3 separate regions of the Rattus norvegicus genome follow, and regions 1 and 2 are each linked to region 3. Evidence: chromatin contacts called from public Hi-C data. All regions are on one chromosome and are shown on one strand. Each heading gives the region's core, a stretch centred on a gene start, on an enhancer-like site or on the middle of the called end of the contact. The rest is flanking DNA. Distances are from core to core; before and after follow the strand shown. Region 1 holds the start of Fggy (FGGY carbohydrate kinase domain containing). Region 2 overlaps Fggy (FGGY carbohydrate kinase domain containing). Region 3 overlaps Fggy (FGGY carbohydrate kinase domain containing).

Region 1 (4,031 bases), core at 230-2,729, 200 kb before region 3:
CCGCCAAGATATCTAGCAGATATCTTGGGACACCGCGGTGCGGACCTAAGCGGGGTAAAAGACAACTCTACTCTTTTTTATTTTTATATTTTTACAACAACAGAGGTTAGTCACCCGATTTCTAGTGGTAGGTGAGCTGCAGGGTCTTTTGGACTCCCCCTGGTCTGGTCTACACTGCATTATGAACCCAAGCTTTTCACCATGTTTCTTTCCTCTGTGTGGTTTTATAGTTTAGAATGGCTGCTGGGGGCCCAGGCACAAGGCGACTTTTGCTACTGATAGTATGCTATTCAAGAGGAAACAAATAAAAAAAAAAAAACATAGCAAATATACCAAAGACTAGAGACAGCTATCCACTCAGGCCAGCACACTAATCTATGTTCAGCAAAGAGGAGACCTTTTATGCTTTCACACCCGACCACAGTCCACAAAGCAGCAGGAATGTTCCATTGCTGGGATATATTAAGAAAGAGCTGGGACGATGTATTCTGTGTATTAAGCATCCAAGAAACGCAGTCGTAGTGTAGATCAGTGGCTCTCAACTGTCCTAAAGCTGAGACCCTTTTTGTAGTGACCTCTTGTTGTAATGACTCAACTATAAAATTATTTTTTTTTTGCTACTTCTTCACATATCTACTTTTGCTATCCTTATGAATCATAATGTAAATATCTGAGATATGGACACCAAAGCAGGTTGAGACTGCTTGTGTAGAGGAAATTAAATCTAAAGCAAGACCTGCAGCAGGGTGCAGGACTAATCCTGTGGCCTCAGCCTCACCAAGACAGAGTTCTCACCTGGATGACCAAGAGAGATAGATCACTTGCTTACTCTCAAGTCATGTGGATACCAGTCTTAACATAATAAATACATTAGGTCTGTTTCAGGAAGTCCCTGTTATTATTCAGAAGGTTTGGCCTTCACAACTTGGGATAGTCTCCAGTAAAAACCCAAACCGGTTTTGGGCTCTCAGTGTCTAGCGATAAGGATGGAAAACATGTAGCTTACTGGAAAGGTCAGTATCAACTCGTCCGTCAACTTCTCAAAGGCAGGGGCCCATTTTTCTTTGAGATTTACTGTAATCTTTACCTCAAAGACTAGAGCACACGATGAAGTGAGAGAATTCCTGAAAAGCACTGGGTATAAAGGGTTCGAGGAATTGTAAGCCCACAAGCAACCCTGGTGCTCAGCCGAGGGATTTAACAGTCCATTAGATACTGCAGGATGGGCTAGGAGAGAAGGCGCTCAGAGGGGATTGCTTAGATTGAGCAGTCTCTGTTGCCTTAGAGGCTTTAAAGTCCAGGCAGCGATCTAAGGAGTTTGAAACGCAAAGCCAGGACTTGCAGTGTAGCGGGAAGGGGAAGGGCTCACAAGTACTGACCATTCCTGGTGCCCGTTTCAAAGGACCAATCAGGATACGCCTTACAAGGGTTGCTGGAGTGGCTGCACAGAGGCAGGCGGAGTCACAGCTTGTTTGGACCGCCCTGCTGGGTGCGGTGCGGCTGTGCTTGGTGGCCTGCTGGCCTGCTAGCTAGAATGTGATTTCATATTGGACAAGTAAGTGACCCTCCCAGGGGCTCTTGCAGGCACGCAGGCTCTCAGCCGGCTCCTAACAAAAAGCTTCTCTAGCCTGCTAGATGTTTCCCTCCTTCACCTTTGGGTCTCGCTCCAGCCAGGCCATCTGCTCGCCTTTCAGTTTCCAGTGTATTCTGGGTGAGGTGTCTTGCCCAAGGGAGAGGCCTTTACTGCATCCCAACCACTGCCCCACAGATGTCTGGGGCCTAAGGCCCTATCTCCCTGAGTAGTTTACAGTTAATTAAATAAAGTGTTTATCTTTCTCCCAGAAAGAATTTTGCAACCCCGCCCCCTCCCGCCCCACCAAATTTGGGGGCAATTCTCTAAACATTTTAAGTCTTTGAATTAAAGTTTGTCAGTGTAAAGGCATTTCAGGACTGGAGCTGTTTAAGGTTTTAGAAGCTGAGCTGGTGGAGATTGTGTTTGATGCGACGTCAGTTTAAAAGGGATAATGCCATCTGTCTTGTTACAGGGCTGTAGACTAGCAGGGATATAGGGGAATCTTTCCGTTTTCTTGAACGTCCTGGTCCTGTCCGTTTCAGGATGGAGACACTCACTGTAGGGGAACTCCTCTGTCACTGGAGCATTTCACTGGGGCATTGCTTATTTGTTAGCTCCAACTTCTTCCCCTAATTAAAGGGCAAGCTATGGCCAAGTTTGATCCGTAGATCAAATGGGAAGTGTCAATTCTAAAGGTCCCATTGGATTGTGCTTTTAGGGAGCAGAAGAGTAAGGAACAATTACTGCCTTTGTGGATTTGTAGGTTTGTCTCGTTTCATTTTCCTGTTCTTTTTAAGGGGTTTCTGGTCTTCACTGTGAGCTATGTGAGTCCTGATGTTCCCTTTCCTGTTGCTAGCTGTGGCTGCTGCTGTTCTGTCTTCTGCAGTGTCCTGTTAATGCAGCTGTCATGCTTGATCTTGACTTAAAAGCTTCTACCCTGGCTGTACTAGTGAGCGCCCCAAAGGACCGCTACTGACTATCACAGGGTTGGGGGGTGGAAAATAAGGGTGAGGAGGGCCTGTGGATGATTATTTTTGAGGGGGGAGCGGCATAGGATTAGGAAGTCAAAGTTTGCAGATTGGAGAAGGGAAAAAACCCAGAAGGTGGAACACTGTGTTTTTGGGAAGGAGTCCAGGCTCTCACTCAGGCTGTGATGAATTTTGGTGGGCTCTGTCTTCTGGAATTTAGTTCCTTTTCTATAGCCTTTATCTAAAAACCACAGTCAATTATTAGCTTTTTAAAAGACAACAACGATGACAACAACAACAACAACAAAACAGCTTGGGCAAAGCCCTATCTTTAAACTCTTAAGCACAAGGAAAGTCTGAGATGGCTGCTTGTCTGGACTGTGCCATAGAGACCATCTAACTCTGAGATGATCACAGGAAGAGAGGTGTTCTCAGCTGGGTAGTAAGTAGCAGTCCTATTGAGGAGTGATTGGCATATAATTAACTGTATAGTTAAGATTCCATTTGCTGAGATTTTAAGCATTCTAGTATCATTGTTGATAATGGATATTGATTTGTAATTTTCCTTTCTTGCATTTTCTGAGTTATGTTTTCTGACTAATTTTGGCCTTAAAGAATCAGTCAGGGAGTATTTTACACACACACACACACACACACACACACACACACACACACACACACATTTTCTCTCTAATGATGAGTGGAACTCACTAGGAAAGCCACCTGGGCCTAGTATTGTATGTAAGGGATGCCAAGTACAAAGCCTTTTGATCTAAAAGCCTCCTTACACTTCCTATTGCTGTGAGAAACCCACGGGAAAAGTAACTTAAGGCAGGAAAAGTTATTTTAGCTCATGATTTCAGTTCATCACGGTAGGAACAGCGCACATCATAAAGGATGGGTGGAAGATGTTTTTATGTCTAAGATGTTTTTAGGTTAGTAATACAAGTTATGATAGAAAACGATTTAGGTGCAGAACTCTGGACTCACCAAGATAGAACACATAATAGAGTTATCTAATTGTTGCCAAACACAAATGGACTGAACATTTTGAATGCAGTTCTTGCATGATAGTTTTTGTAGTTGTTTCAGAATTATTTTTATTATATAGAGATTATCATCGTAAGAAAAGGAGCATTTTATCGGACTAATCAGGAATTAATGGGGGAACACTCTTAACAGCACATTGGTTATACAATACACAAGATGACCCTCAACAAAAGAGAGAAAGAAAAAGTATGTTTCACTGGAGGGCTTTCTCTCTATCCCCGTTCAGTCACAGCCTGCCATGAGATGGTGCCATTCATGGCCCCGGGTGGGTCTTGTCTCGTAGTTAATCCTTTCTAGGAATAGTCACACAGATATCACACAGATACACCGGTAGTGTGTTTTACTAATTTCCCAGACACAAACATTTTAAAATGTTCACATTTCACATTTATCACCACAGGCCTACCCAGATTATGTTTTAGTCTGCCTCTCCTAGCTTT
Region 2 (3,779 bases), core at 930-3,429, 190 kb after region 3:
AGTCCCTGACAGCCCTAAGGGGTCCAGGTTATCTGACTCTGTTGGTCTTCCTGTGGAGTTCCTACCCCCTTAGGAACCAAAATCCTTCCTCCTATTCTTCCATAAGCGTCCCTAAGCTCAATCCACTGTTTGACTGTGAGTGCCTGTATCGTCTGAATCAGCTGCTGGGTGGAACCTGTCAGAGGACAGCCATGCCATAATCCTGTGTGCAAGCATAATAGAGTATCATTAATAGTGCCAGGGATTGGCTCTTCACTGGTCTGAAGTTTGGAGCTAGAGGCTTCCGATGAGAGAGAACATGGGATATTTGTCTTTCTGGGTCTTGGTTACCACTCAATGTGACCTTTCCTGGTTCCATTCATTTCCTGTAAGTCCCATGATCTCCTTCTTAATTACCCAGCATTCTTTGTTTTCATTTACCAGGAGGCAATGGCAAGAATGAGCAAAGTGGGGAAGGTTGTGTTCCCAGAGCGTGCTGATAAAAAGTAAGTCTGTATGAAGCATCCAGAGAATGAGAGCATGGAAGCGGGGACAGCTGTTGCTCCAAGATGGACCTTGGATCAAACCCTGTGCTTCTGCCATTTAGACCAGTGGTTCCCAACCTTCCTAATGCTGTGGCCAGTTCCTCATGTTGCACTGACCCCCAAACACAACGTTATTTCATTGCTACTTCATAACTGCAATTTTGCTACTGTAATGAATTGTAATATAAATATTTGGGGAGAAGTTTTGCCAAAGGGGTTGCAACCCACAGGTTGAAAACCACTGACTTAGAGGTTGAAAGAAATTCCTCCAAATAAGAGAACTTTGATTTATAAAGATCCAAAGCTAGACTGGCCAGAGCTGGGGTCACATGCAAACTTCCAAATTCTCAGACCAGTGTTTTCACCCTGAATCATAGGAAGAAAGCTATTTTCTCTGTGCTAAAGTATAGAGATCTTTTATGTTCACATCAAAGGACCAGCTGGCATTCTCCTACCCTTTGTATATTTCTTGGCACTAAAGGCTAGAAAATCCCCTGTGCTTAAATGCCAAGTCAACAAAAATATCTATCTACCTGCCTGCCTGCCTGCCTGCCTGCCTGCCTGCCTGCCTGCCTGTCTGTCTGTCTAGTTCTTGCTGTGTTTAAAGAATTAACTGAGCTCTGGAAAGGACACAGAGACAATGAGACACTACCTGATTTATGTACAGAGATGATTATTAAATAACATGAATAAATTCTTCCATAGAAATACCAGCAGGTAGCAACATAACCCAAAAGAAGAAACAACTGGGACCCATAGGGGAAAAGGAAAGCTTTGGGGAGGCACCCTGCCTCAGCTGACTTTAAATGTTTAAGACATTTCCAAACAGGCTAAGGGAGAGAACAACATTCTTGGTAGAGGAAAAAATATATGCAAAGGATTAGCCTTTATACTGAGATCACTACAATCCGGACACAAGGTGATGAGGAAGTGAGGCAAGCGGAATTCAGATCATAAAGCCACTGCAGCCATGTCAAAGACCCCTGGGATCAGAACTGAGTTTTAAGCAGTGATGAGACCTGATCAAATGGACAGTTTGGAAAATTCAGTCATACAGGATCGATTCTTGAGAGCTAAGGCTAGAACTCAGGAGGCTCCATCGCAGGCTTGTGGAGCAGCTCACGTGAGCAGTCAGGATCGTTATGTAATCACTCATACGTCTGAAGATGAAGGAGCCAGTCCCGGAGGAAAGCACTTGGGGTTAAGACCTGAAGAGAAGCCTTACCACGTCACTGACCGTATTTGTCCCAAAGGTCCGTATTTGAGAATTTGAAATGCCCACTAAAAGAACAGTCTAGACTCATTTTATTCTTTGTCTCCAAATGCAGTCAGACTGTTAAAGCCTCTGCATGTGAATCACTCTCTGACTACCTAACTCATAGGAGCAGGCCCAGTATGAGAAACAACCCAGGAACACAGACTCCCCTCCCAGTGAGTGGAGAAGCTGGGGAGTGTCCGCTAGAGGGCGTCTGGACTATCTCGTTTGTTTGAAAGGGGAAGCAGCTTATCCTCTATCTCTTTCGTGACCCTCTCAAGACTTTTCAGGGAAGTTCTTTCTCGGTAAAATCCGTGCGCTTCCATTGAAAAGACTCTGATGTTTTGACGGCTGCTGGCAGGGTTTCCGTGAAGCGGATGCACAGTGCTTTGCCGCCATCTGCAGGCAGCACGAAGATTACAATCAGAAAGCCAGGGTCCATTTCCTCTTCCTGTCTCTTGGCTTTAAATCTCATTAACTTTATGTTTCCTTGGTCCTGAGCCACAGAAAACCAATTGTTCAAGAGGAAGGGAATTTAGAAGATAACTCAGCTGGCAGGCTGCATGTGAACTTAGTGTCTAATTAAATAACTGTAGTTCAATAAGCAAATTTTTACGGTGATTCAACTTATTCAACCTTAAAAGGGTGAATCATGGGTTCCTGTTGAGTGAAAAAAAGACATTTGCAAGAAGACCAATGGGAATACAATGAAGGGAATTTCAGTAGAGTCGTTGCCCTTACAAACCTTACTGTGTGAGGGGGCAGCTGACCAAAGCTCCCTTTTAAGAGTTTGAGATAACAACGTTAGGAATCCATCTCATCCCTCAGAAGAATTGCTCTGCCTTGTATTGTCATAGAATATCATTAGGAGTGGAAAATTGTTTCTAAAAATCATCCCGTGATTGACAGTTGAATGCTCTAGAGTGGGGTTTAGCAGTATCTCATAACCCTAGATTGCGTGCAATACTAGAATACAAATTACTTCAAAGCAATAACTCATTATTTATTATAAATCAACCAGTTATTGTTCTTATACTTGTCATATATTAATCCTTAATCCTCACAAAATTTCTGCAATATATCCTGTAACTATCCCAATGTGCAGGGCAGGAAATTTACAGATGTGTTTTGTAGGAATTTACTACACTGGGATTCAAATCCTGGCCTCAAACCCCCTCCTTAGCTGTGGGTTTGGCCCCATCACAGCTCCTTCATTACTAGAATGCTTAAGGCAGAAATGTGGAGCAAGTACAAACTTCTGTGTGCTCCCAAAATTCTCATAACAGTTCCCCACAATTTCCAATTGTAAACATCATGTATAAGGGTGTTTGTCAGAACCCTCCAGAGTCTACCAAATAATCATGATGTGGATTCATCCACCTCATCGAAGAGCGGAAGGACAGAGTTTTCAGTTATGATACTCCATTCTGTGGCTATCCTTTTTGGAATGGTGATGTCTAAGCAGCCCGGGTCTGATTCACAGCCAACAGGTCTCTCCTGAAGAGTCGGATGGAGAGGGCAGGTTAGCAAGGTCACTGCCAGACAGTGAGGGTAGAGCCAGGTGCAGGGAGATGTTGGTCTCATGTCCTCAGAGTTTGCCCTAGATAAACCGTTGGATAAGCCAAACACCTGGATAAGGCAGTCTGCCAAAGACACTGATATGAGGAGATCAAGAAGGGGACTAACATGCTCATTCTTACACCTGGCCAAGCTGCAGTCTTTACCTGTCGCCTGTCACGGCAGAAAGATGCATTTGAGCTTAGAATCAGAAGGGATCTGTGCTAAGCCTGAGCCTTTCAGAAGGAGCAGGGGAGGCTCAGAAGCCATTCCTTTCTAAGCGTGAATCCCACCTCTGCTACTCTTCATGCTATGCCACTTCAGATGTGCTTTTGCTGATAAAATGCCTACATCTCAAACGTGTAGCATGCAGAACTGCATGTCACGGACACACCACAGATATGAGGCATACTAACCCCATGTCCAGGGCACTGCACACTCTT
Region 3 (3,637 bases), core at 542-3,041:
TTTTCAATGTTAGAATATCGTGGCACTTTTGTTGCTGTGTACAGCCTATTAGTGGTACCTTGCTTTCCTACTCATTGCAGTCTATACCCAACTCACTTTCCCAAATTGCATGGCAAGTTGGGAACGTTTCAGGCTTTAGACTCAGACCTTAGAGTCCTCATCCTGATCTGATCCTCAAATGTAACCCCTCACTCTCTTCCCTCCCTGGTTAACTGAAAAAAATTTGAAATTTTGTGGTTTTGTTTTTATTCTATAAAATAATAAACTCTAATACTTAGACTCCAAGTTACAGAATCTAAACCTATTGCTTTCCAAAAGACTTTTCATGTCATTGATCTGTTATTAGGATGGAGAGGTATATGAGCAGAAATGTTCCAAGAACAGTTACAGAAAGCTCATAGACCGGAATAATTATGTTGTTGAAATACAAAGGGTACATACTGCTCTTCCACTCGCTGACCTATTGCCGTCAGTAGTTACTAATTGGATTCTCTGAACCAGCTTGTCCAGCTGGGAGGACTTGAAGCTTATTCTGCAAGAATCTAGTATCCATAGTCTCCTGCTGCCATGGGAAGAGTCTTTGTGCCCAGGGAGAGGTGGCAGCATTCCTTCTGCCATTTTCTGTGTATGTCCATTGCCCTTGGTTTATGTCATTGTCCCGAGTTAGAAATGAGATTGCACCACTGGTGGGATTATATTAGTTTCTTTATCCCAGTAATATCTAGGATTGAGAGTTAAATTTAGTGTTCATCTGTTTTGTTTACTTTCTACTGAAATGCTGCATAGTGGGCACATATAGGTGTGCAACTTTAATCTTCTTGTCCAAGTTCATCAATACATGTTTTATGGTCTTTAAAAAATCAACAAAACTGTGTAAGTTTCTTAAGTAAACATTAATTTTCATGCTTGAGAGTGAGAGAAAGCATATGGAAAGAAATAAAACTCTGTGAGTTATTTCTTTTCTACTGGGAGAGATGGACAGAACCTAATATAGGGATATAACATGTAAGCATTATTTAAAAGTATATTTAAATTATAGGGTAAATAGGGGATATAAATACTAGGAATACAAAATCAGGGGTCTTTAGTATGTATCAAACCATATAAACTATGGAGTATATATAAGACACATTCAGTAACAGATGTAATTCAGAAATGATATTAGAAAGCACTAGTACCTGATTTCCTCTATCCTGATCCTTGACCTGTTTTCTAGTGGGTGGCACACAGTAGATATCTACTCATGATTTCTACAGTGAGTGCTAACAAATACCATACAATTTGATGTGAAGCAGTAATGGAAATGGAATTTTGTTTCTAGTCATAATGATTTCTAGGTGGCATGTCAGACATTGTCCTTAAAGAGTAGAAGAACACCAGCTCTGTTTTTCTCAGGAAGTCTCTACTTAGATGAATCATTCAGGACATGTGTAACTCCAATCCAGGAGCCAAGACTACTACAATCTTTTCAGCCATTTTCTACCAGTGTCCCAGTTTTCTATAAAATCCCCTGAGCTGACCTACCCATGTGATCTGAGTCAGGCAAGACCTTACCATTCTCTGGAATCAGTCAAGCATGTACCATATCTGTGTGAAACAACAGTCTTAAGAATTGCCCCTGAATACTGCATAGTGGTTGAGAATTGTATGTTCTCAGTCTTGTTCCCCACTTTTAAATCAGATTGAAAGTAGGTTGAGTTTGAAAGAATTCCAGAACTCTAACTGGCAGGGCAAAGTGTCCTTTAGTGCAGTCTTGGACATAATCTGGTTGGCCTCTCAGCCTTGCCCAACTGAGCGGTACTAGCATTCCACAGCAAGCACAAGGAAGCAGGGTTGCATGCCACCCATGCCCAAACCTCTCTGACATTTCCGTGGGCCTGGAGCCAAATCTCCCCCTGTGTTTCATCTCCCTCTCAGAATACAAAAGAACACTGAACCTTCCAGTTAATTCAATACCCTCCCCCCTTCCTGGAGAGGATAACAGTTCTGTTGACCATTATAATGCATCTTCTGTCTCCCAGCAATCCACATAGTCATTAATTTCTGCTGCTGACATCAGGAAAGAGGATTATGTGTGTGTCTGAAACTGTTCCCAGAGTGCTCATTAGTCATAGATAATTGAAAAACTGGTAGGGGAAGGTTTGGTGTAATAGGAGCCCTGCTTGTGAAGAGGGACTGCAGCCACCCAGTAATTGTAGGCTCCAGCTTTGACCACTCGGGCCAAATATGTTCATTCAGATGGGAATTCATGGAGCCCAGGAGTCCTCAGGGATATCTGATATCCCAAGGTGAAAGTGTAACACAGCCAGAGATCAGTGTGTGGGTGAATTGTCCATGGGTTTCTTTCCTGTTCCTTGAGGAACAGGACTTAGAAAAGATGCAGGGACTCTGCTTTCGTTTTGTTTTTATTTAAACTTAGGCCAATTTGGTTTCTTATAAACAAACACGAGGTCATGATGTGAAAGGACATTGATGGTTCAGGAGAGTTCCTCACAGCACATGCTATCTGTGCTATTACAGAAATTGTCTTTTGTTTTTGTTTTTTTTCCTAGAAACTTCTAGACATACATGTGCTCATGTGATTGAATGTTTGTAGTCTTTAAAAGGACCATGAATATGACATTGGATGAGCACTATTCTGCATCCTGACCTGGTTCCTTATTTTATCCTTCTCTTTATCTCAAATTCATACCTTAATTCTTCGTCATGTATTTTAATGACTACTTAGGATTCTGTGGAATAGATGAAATGGTTTATTTGTTTGTTGTTAGTTTGTTTGCTTGCTTGTTTTCCTTCTTCCTTCCTTTACTCTCTCCTCTTCCCCCCCCCCCCACTGCCTCTAATCAGACCGGAAGAGAAACACCTACTATACAAGAAATGTTTGTTCAAATAGAACATAAAAGAGCATGGGTTAATAGAAATCCACCCACACCCCCATTGGAAACATTTGTGTGTGTGTGTGTGTGTGTGTGTGTGTGTGTGTGTGTGTGTGTGTGAGAGAGAGAGAGAGAGAGAGAGAGAGAGAGAGAGAGAGAGAGAGAGAGATTGATTTACCTCCTAGGAATGTAATTTAGTCATATTCTTCTGCATAATATTTTACAGCTTGCATTTTTCACTTGTTTGGGAGATAAAATAATGTTTCCTATGCTAGCCTTTCCTCACACAGTAGGTTCACATTTTTAAAAACCAAATCCTGGGTTAAGTGTGAGCAGGTCCTCAGTGCCTTGTTATCTAGAGCCACATGCTGCCTCTTTCATAAGCACCCCTGGTTCTCCACCCCTTCTCAGTGCTTATGTCCTCATAGACTGGATACTTACATCGACTCCTGGCCCTTCTGGACTCCCTACAGTGAACCACCATTTCTTTTGATAGAGCTATTTTCTGGAACATTCCAATTCTAGTATGATAGCATATATTGTTCACTTTGGGAAGTCATCTCATCCACTTCCCAGGTGTTATCTCTACCTTGAAGAGTTCGTTCATTCTCTGAGGCCAGCGTAGGGAGTTCTCCTCATTTCTTTAGGCACATCACATATATTCTACCTTTTGGAGATCTTCATGGTTTATTATCTTAGTCTCCCAACTTCTTAGTTGTAGACTTCAGTGTGAATCTTTTAAAATTGTAGGGGCTGCTTTC

Evidence for each region. A called contact is a pair of places that touch in the nucleus more often than the background predicts.
Region 1: a Hi-C map of the Rat2 cell line shows a contact between it and region 3, with 2.8 times the contacts expected there. The contact joins the promoter of Fggy here to the enhancer-like site in region 3. A contact is called at or near these places in 3 of 12 Hi-C or Micro-C datasets (the Rat2 cell line, Schwann cells and mammary epithelial cells).
Region 2: a Hi-C map of Schwann cells shows a contact between it and region 3, with 3 times the contacts expected there. The contact joins two enhancer-like sites.

What each region holds. Positions count from the first base shown.
Region 1 is chr5:115,513,098-115,517,128 of GRCr8, forward strand. It overlaps Fggy (FGGY carbohydrate kinase domain containing), which reads left to right and starts at 1,480. Exons shown (of 16, transcript NM_001013932.2): 1 at 1,480-1,555.
Region 2 is chr5:115,897,607-115,901,385 of GRCr8, forward strand. It overlaps Fggy (FGGY carbohydrate kinase domain containing), which reads left to right. Exons shown (of 16, transcript NM_001013932.2): 15 at 424-485. Among named protein-coding and RNA genes, the nearest start is that of Hook1, 41 kb to the right of the region's middle. Within about 2 kb of position 2,180, at least 37 of the 93 cell types and tissues checked have an H3K27ac peak or open chromatin away from gene starts, as enhancers often do. A contact at or near this core is called in Schwann cells, where this site is marked.
Region 3 is chr5:115,710,405-115,714,041 of GRCr8, forward strand. The region is part of intron 6 of Fggy (FGGY carbohydrate kinase domain containing); the gene reads left to right. Among named protein-coding and RNA genes, the nearest start is that of Fggy, 200 kb to the left of the region's middle. Within about 2 kb of position 1,792, at least 37 of the 93 cell types and tissues checked have an H3K27ac peak or open chromatin away from gene starts, as enhancers often do. A contact at or near this core is called in Schwann cells, where this site is marked.